Linked DNA regions of Sus scrofa: region 2 is linked to region 1. Evidence: chromatin contacts called from public Hi-C data. All regions are on one chromosome and are shown on one strand. The core of a region is the stretch at or near the end of the contact, and the rest is flanking DNA. Distances in the headings are between cores, read along the strand shown. Region 1 overlaps OSR1 (protein odd-skipped-related 1). Region 2 overlaps LOC106509892 (a long non-coding RNA gene).

Region 1 (3,807 bases), core at 1,124-3,623:
TGAGTTCCTTGGCTGGGGTCTTAGACTCCCAGCCCCTGCTCAGGAAGACGGAGAGGGTGTGGCCAGGCTGGAACTCAGAGGAGGGCACCTACCCTGAACTTCTCTGTTCCTCTCCTCTTCCCCCTTCGTCTTTTCCTTGCAGATCGAGATTGAGGACAGACTGCCACGACCGCCATGGGCAGCAAAACCTTGCCAGCGCCGGTGCCCATCCACCCATCCCTGCAGCTCACCAACTACTCCTTCCTTCAGGCAGTGAACGGCCTGCCCACAGTGCCCTCGGACCACTTGCCCAACCTGTATGGTTTCAGTGCACTGCACGCGGTGCACCTGCACCAGTGGACGCTGGGCTACCCCACTATGCACTTGCCGCGCTCCTCTTTTTCTAAAGTGCCGGGCGCTGTGTCCAGCCTGGTGGACGGGCGCTTCCAGCTGCCCGCCTTTCCCTGGTTCCCTCATGTCATCCAGCCCAAGCCAGAGATCACTGCTGGAGGCAGCGGGCCCGGGGCTCTCAAGACCAAGCCGCGCTTTGATTTTGCCAACCTGGCCTTGGCCGCCACACAAGAAGATCCCTCCAAGCTTGGCCGAGGGGAGGGTCCCGGTTCCCCTGCCAGTGGGCTGGGTGCCCTCCTGGATGTGACCAAGCTGTCCCCAGAAAAGAAGCCCACGAGGGGACGCCTGCCTTCCAAAACCAAGAAAGAGTTCGTATGCAAATTCTGTGGCCGCCACTTCACGAAGTCCTACAACCTCCTTATCCATGAGCGGACGCACACAGATGAGCGGCCCTACACATGCGACATCTGCCACAAAGCCTTCCGGAGGCAAGACCACCTAAGGGACCACAGGTGCGTTACTGCGGGTGGCCCCAAAGAGAGCTGTTTGTCAGCTTTCGTCCTCACCATCCTCCTCCCTAAGGCCCAGCGAGGTTCATGAGACAACCCCCCACTGGTTTCAAACCCGCTAAGTTTCTGGGATTCCCCCAGATCTCCAAGGAAACCACACAAATCTCAGGGATGGGGTCCTGGAGCATGGGATGGAGAACAGGGGCTGAAGAGGACTTAAGCTCCAGACAGGCACAGCTTCCTCCAGCCTCCGCGCTGTGCAATGGACGTTTCTGTGCTGATGGACGTGTGTGACATGTGATTGTTGAGCATTTGAAATGAGCAACTAGTGTGACTGAGAAAGTGACTTTTTGGCTTTGCTGAATTTTAATTTTAATAACCACCTGTGGCTGGGGGCTCTCCTCTTGGACAGCACAGCCCCAGCAGGTTTGCCACTCAGGTCCCCTCCCTGACCTTCAGCATTGACTCAGGCCTTGTAAAGAGGCAGGGGCTGGCCCCTGGTTGGGAAGGTGGTACCTCAGCTGAGCTAGACCTGCGTTGGGTTCAGATGGATCAGATGGTGCCCCAGTGTCTCCCTCACCTCTTTACTGCAGCCTCAAACTCAGCGTTTGCCAGCTGCACACTAGGAACCCACAAGCTCCTTCCTTTTGAGGGCAAGCGCCTCACTGCAGTGGGAAGGGATCTTGGATAACTGTTTATACCATTGCATCATTTTGCAAGGATTAACTCTGTCTGTTTTTGCCCTTAGATATATTCACTCCAAAGAGAAGCCTTTCAAGTGTCAAGAGTGCGGGAAAGGATTCTGCCAGTCCAGGACTCTCGCTGTCCACAAGACGCTACACTCACAGGTGAAGGAGCTCAAAACCTCCAAGATCAAATGCTAAATAGAGCCTCCAGGGCACCAGGACCCTGGGTCTAGCCACCCCCTCCTCCAAAGGGACAGAAGCCGAAGGCGACTCTGGCGGGCAGCGGGAGGGGCTCCCTGGACCTTCCCCGTCCCAAACGTGTCCCCTGGGTCCCCGGCGCACGCGGAACTCCAGAGCCTCGCCCCGGGCCGTGACCCCGGCCGCCCGGGCGGCTCCCCCAGGACGCGGCTAAACTCTTGGCCAAAAGGCGGTACTCACGTGGCGGAAGGGAAACTGCATTTAAAAAAGAACGAAAGCTTCGCGGAGCCGCAGCGGCGCCTCTCCCAGAAGTATTACTTTTTCTATTGTTATTTTATACGTTTTCTTTATTATTTTTTTTCTTTGACCATATAAGCTTGTAACTCTGACGGCGGAGAGCGAGGGGAGTGGGAAGGAAGTTCTGTGCTCTCGCAGCTTCCAACCCCTCCTCCCGCCCCCCTCCCCACCCCCGGGAGCCTGCAAAAGTGTAATCCCTGTATCTGCTTCGGCGGCCGGCCCCGGGATCCCGGGGCCGGGGAGCGCCCTCCCAGCTCCCGCCGCGCAGCGGGCGGTGGGCTCCTGGACTCGGAGGGCGGGGAGGGAGCCTGGGGCCCTGGGGCTGGAGGGGCCGGGCTTCCGGCTCCCCTGTTCCGCCGCCCCGTCACCTCGAGCGAGCAGCGGGCCAGGAGCAGGGCGATGGATTGCGATTGGCACTTTATGCTGACCATCGGTAACGGACATTTATCACTGGAGTTTTTAAAAAATATTAAATAAACGGCTATTTTACAGGCATTGCAGGATGGGTAATTTCCCTCCCCAACGCAGAAAACTGGCGGTCCCTTTCTTTGAGGCGAGCGGGGTTTCGCTGCCCATCCCAATCTGTCCCACTTCCAGAACCTTCCCCTTTTGGGGGTCGGCGGTTTGGCGTGGGTGCAGAAGCTCTCCTCCCTCCCGGTGTTGGCCTACCTCGGACCCCACCCGAGTTTACTTTACTTTTCTCCCCCACTTCGGTTTTAGGGTCTCAGTCTCCCCACTTCGAATCTCCCCATCAAAAGCTTCTGAGTTTACAAAGAAGCCGCTACTCCAGCCCTGGGAAATCTCAACCAGGTGCAGGGGTCGCTTAGGGTCCACTAAGGGACAGAATGTCACCCACCTTGCCGACCAAAAGTCTCCCTATGGCCTCTTGATTCTACTTCGGGGAGGGAAGGAAGGGCCCTCACGGACAGCCTCCGACGGGTTCAGACCCCTGGGCCCCAATAGGCAGCTGCCTCTGCAAAGCCCCAAACCTACATCCCTCCCGCCTTTACGATGCCCCTGACACAGTTCTCTGGCTGGGCTTGTCCCCAGCCCAGAGCCCGGCTCCACGCCCGCGAAGATTCCCTGCAGTTTTAAAAGCCTTGTCAGGAATGGCGGGGGCGGGAGCGGGCACCCTGGGAGGCCCGGAGAGTTTAGGAGGAGAAATCTGAGTCCGCCCTCCACGAGTTGAACCATCCCTGGGGCGCCTAGTTTTCCCACAATTAGAGGCCAGGCCGCCGGGGGCTCTCCTGCTTGGGGCGGGGCGGGGCTCCCCCAGCTCCAGCATCCTGACCGCGCGGCGGCGCAGGCGGTGGCGCCCGCGGCCTTTCCCGAGCCGAGCGCAGCCTCTGTGCTCGGCACTCGGCGGCTGCGGAGACCGCTGCGCCGAGCTTTCTTGCAACGGCGACCCCCAGTCCCAGCCTCAGGCAGGGCCCTCTGGTTTGAGAAAGAGGGCGGCTAGGGCTGTGGAAGTTAAAGTGCTCTAGCCTTTCGCTGCCCGTTCCCACCTCCTCTGGGGATGCCTCCTCGCCCTCGGCGGGCTTGAACTCTGCGGTTCCAGAACCCGGTTTATCTCTGTGGCCTTGGCCGGGACGGCTTGGAAGTGCAGCATTCGGAGCCACGCTGCCCCCTGCTGGACAGGCCTGGAGGGGCGGCCCGGGGCCCTTCACTGTACCCTGCCCACAACCCGGAGTAACTCTCCGCCGCGGCCCCTATGCGGGGCCCGATCTTGCCCGCAAAAACCTTCCTGGCTTGTCCCAGGACCCACTGCGAACGAGGGGCTGGGCGCT
Region 2 (4,052 bases), core at 1,366-3,865, 250 kb after region 1:
CCAAGGTAAGCTCAAAAATTCAAAAGAATCTGCATTATAGATTATAACTCAAAACAATGTCAGTCATTATAAGAATCAATATTAAAGGTCATGCCCATGTGGGGATGTGCCTTTAACTCAAGTCCTTTGTAGTCGGAAAGTATTATTCTTAATAAAGTTGGCTGGATTGATTTTGAGCATTTTTAATTACTGGTTTTTGTCACCATGCCTACAGGATACACAGTCCTTCCACTGGTCTGCTCCCTGTGTAATCTCCTCCTCAGTTTTTGGCTTCTCTTCTATGTTTAGACACCTGAGCTCATCACTACCCTCTCCTTTCCTCGACTGTTATTGGGCTCTTTCTCATGCCCCTGACTGCAAGCAGGACAGTCATCCAGCAGCCTTATCACTAATTTAAAATGGTACCTCTACAGCAAGGGGGCTCTTCTCAGCCGGAACAAAAGGAGTAGCTTCCATTCTTCTCAGCCAATACTGGGAGGTTTCTGGAGAATTGTAGCAAAAGTGAGATGATTCTTTATCAGGCTGTGTGTACTAATACTATCTTCTGATTTTTATAATGTTCGCTTTTGAGATGCATTCTTCCTGTATAACACCCCATATAACATCACAGTTTTCATATTCCGCACCTGCAAGGGGGGCCGTTCAGATAGGCTGTGATGAGAATGGCAACCTCTTAAAGTTTGCAGTGCACAGCCCAGCAAACATCCTTGTGGCCCTGAGATGCTTAGATTCATTGTCTATTGGCACTACAAGGAGAGTATAATCTACTGCTCCTTCTGCCTTTCGCAAATGAGGAACTAAGGTCCAACAATTGAAGGTCTTAGGTATTTTTTTACAATTAGTTGTCTCATTTGGATGTGTGAATTCATGTATAGAACCCACATCTCTCTGTTATCCACATTTCATGCCAGTTGTATTGGATGGAAAATAAAATTTTAACAGTCAAGTTATTTAAAGTACTTTTGTTTGCTTGATAAAATTATAAGAACTACCTTGACCAACACAGAAATCTTCATCATGTAAAAGCCATTGATAGTTGAAGTAAAATCAAAATTTCACTCCCCAATTCCATGCATGAAAAAATAAATGCTGGTCTTAAGACAAGTGGGACTTGTGTGGAACAAATAAGTATATAGAGTCTTCTTGAAAAGTCCTAAAAGGAGACCCACAATGATTATCTTACAAAGTGTCCACCTTTGGATAAAATCTACATTTCAGCTGCTATTTATTAAATAGCATAAGATTTATCTTTGAATGCTATCTTATCTCTTATAAGCGAAGACCAGAGCCTCCTCTGCTAGGACTGTAGGCTGGGGAGCCAAGGACTAGCGTTCCTAAAATTAACCATGCTTGTGGTTCATTGTTTGAGCCAGCCGTGTTCATTTTCCTTCCTTGTCCTAGATTTACCAGGTTGTGAAAAGAGGTTAGACCAGAAGATCCTGAAGGATTCTCATTATCTGTAATTTTTTATAATTAATTAATTAGCTTATTTGTTTATTTGGGGGGGGACTTAAAAACAGTATTATTCTTTCTTAAAACTAATTTCTTTATTTTTATTATAGTTGACTTACAGGATTGTGCCAATTTCTGCTGTACAGCATAGTGACTCAGTCATACATACATGCACATAGTATCTTCCATCATGTTCTAGCCCAAGAGTTTGGATACAGTTGCCTGTGCCCTGCAGTAGGACCTCATTGCCTCTCCATTCTAAATGGAATAGTTTGCATCCTCCAACCCCAGACTCCCCGTCCATCCCACTTTCATTATCTTTAATATTTTTTTAATTTGTTTCATGGAATCAGGTAGGAAGTAAAGGCATATAATTGTCGTAAAGTCGTAAAGGCATATGATTGTCATACAGTCGTAAAGTCGTAAAGTCAAGGCATATACAGTCTGTGTATTGTTACACAATACGTAAAGTAAGTAAAGGCATGTAACAATATAGGAGTCAGAGATCCCTAGCCTACGGCATCTACTGCTCAGCCTTGCTGCTTCTTTTTCCTTTTAATGGGGCCCTTTTGCTGTACTGCTTGTAGCTCATATATGTTCCTCTCCTCACAATCCACTAGATCCACGAGAGTGACATCTCCGGATTCCTCTCTACTACCCTCATCTCTGTTTTCTAACTCTTGGAACTTCTCAGCCTCGAAGCAGTTTGTTGGCTCTGAGCTAGGTCTCTGTTTACTTGGTGTTTTCCATCATCTGGGAATTCTCATTCGGGACTCTCTGTTCTGTGTTCATCAGCTCCCCGGCCTCTGTGGGCTCAGCCTCCTCGCTGATTATTCGATTGCATGGTTTCCCTTCATGGCTCATCTTTTTTCATTTGTCTCATGTTCATGTCAGTATATTTAAGCTCAGGCCTGGTATTTCTGGATCCTTTCTAACAAAACTCTGTTTATTTTTTCCTTTCTTCTTTCTTTGTTAGATCATCTGTGCCTTTTTCATAGTTTCACTCCACTGGCAATCGCAGAGAATTTATCAATGCAGTTTAAAAATTCCCCATTTGTTTACTGGAAACTTCCTTTTCATTCAAGGTCTTCTTATTCTCAGAAGGTGTCATCTTGCATAGAACATCTCTCAGTTTCTGAAGCTTCCCCATAAAATGGAGGAATAAAGTGCCTCAGTACCGGAGGCAGAATTTCTGAAATGACCTCCTCCTCCTTGAGAGGCTCTGACCTAATTTTCCAGGCCTGTGAGTATGACGATGTTTCTATCACGCTTGTGATTTCGTGCTTTGCCAAATGGCACAGTTGCCCTTGAAATAGAGATTATTCAGGTGGGCTTGATATAACCATCAGTCCATAAAAGCTGAGGGCGGAGTCAGAGACCTTTGAAGGATGAGGACTGGACATGCCATAGCTGCCATGGTGATGGAGGGGCCTTGATGAAAGCACCAGGGGGAATGTGGGTGGCCATGGAACAGACAGTAACTCTGGCCAGCAGCCAGCAAAAAATGGGACCTTCTTCCAGCAACCAGCAACCACGAGAGAGTAAATTTGGCCAAAAACCTGAAGGAGTTTGAAAGTAGATTCTTTCCCAGAGCCCCACCTGCCCCCACCCTGACTTTGTCCTGTGCGATCCTAAGCAGAGAACCCAGTTACATGGGGCCCAGACCTCTGATCTACTGAAACGGTGTCACAATGACTTAGTGTTCCTTCAAGCCAGTAAGCTTGTGGTAATTTGTTACACGATAGGAAATGTTACCAGCTATTGTGCTACTTTGGTGCTTTTGTCTGCTTGCCTCTGAATTCAGTACCTACAAAAGTGAGATCTTCAGCTTTACTGAATTAAAGTTTTTTCAAATCACAAGATCTCCTCAATACTGAGGTTAGGAGAACCTTCCAAATAATCTTTTAAGTAGTTCTAATTTAGAATTGCAATATGGCTATATGTGAAGAGAACTGTGAACAGTCTGGCAGTTTCTTCTATTGAGATAACAGTAGCTTAAATCTCTGAATTAGTCAATTATACCCTAAACTCAATGATGCAGTGAAGGGTAGGGGGAGGTGGGTTTGGAAAGTGGTTGTGAATTATGCTGGACCAGTCATGTGCAAAACAAGAGTCTTAATGGAATTCTAAAAGTAGTTACGAAAAACAGTAAGGACAATTTGAAAAGGTAAAAATAGATAAGTAGTACAGAGTCAGAAATATTGTAGATAAGTTGCTGGATAAATTCTGAGAATTGATTTGAACTACTTACAAAATAGCCATTGCTTGTAGAGATAAGGGAATTTAGGTTGGAGAGAAAAAGTTTATGTATTTAGACAAACTCCAGGTATCATCTTTCTTGTCTTTTCTTTCTGCCTCACTATAAATTGAAGAATAAACTAGGAAATTGTAGAACTAAATTGTGCCTTTACTCTGATCATTTGACTCTGTGAATATTAAACACAAGTTAACAGAAGAAGATTAAACAAAGATAAAAGAAAGCTAGCTGTAGAGAATTCCACATCAAATTGCTCTGAAGCTTTGAAACTCTCAAGAGGAATTTTACCTTTAAAAAAATTAATAAAATATAAGTTCAAATTTCTTGCTTCTGAATAAAGTTG

Evidence for each region. A called contact is a pair of places that touch in the nucleus more often than the background predicts.
Region 2: a Hi-C map of retroperitoneal adipose tissue shows a contact between it and region 1, with 1.6 times the contacts expected there. A contact is called at or near these places in 3 of 47 Hi-C or Micro-C datasets (mesenteric adipose tissue, retroperitoneal adipose tissue and skeletal muscle) and 1 of 2 datasets of targeted methods (skeletal muscle).

Annotation. Positions count from the first base shown.
Region 1 is chr3:118,762,593-118,766,399 of Sscrofa11.1, forward strand. OSR1 (protein odd-skipped-related 1) reads left to right here. Exons shown (of 7, transcript XM_021087818.1): 6 at 143-842; 7 at 1,588-2,515. The coding sequence starts at 175. The coding sequence ends at 1,723. Among named protein-coding and RNA genes, the nearest start is that of OSR1, 400 kb to the left of the region's middle.
Region 2 is chr3:119,016,581-119,020,632 of Sscrofa11.1, forward strand. All of the region lies in intron 5 of LOC106509892 (a long non-coding RNA gene), which reads right to left. Among named protein-coding and RNA genes, the nearest start is that of RDH14, 440 kb to the right of the region's middle.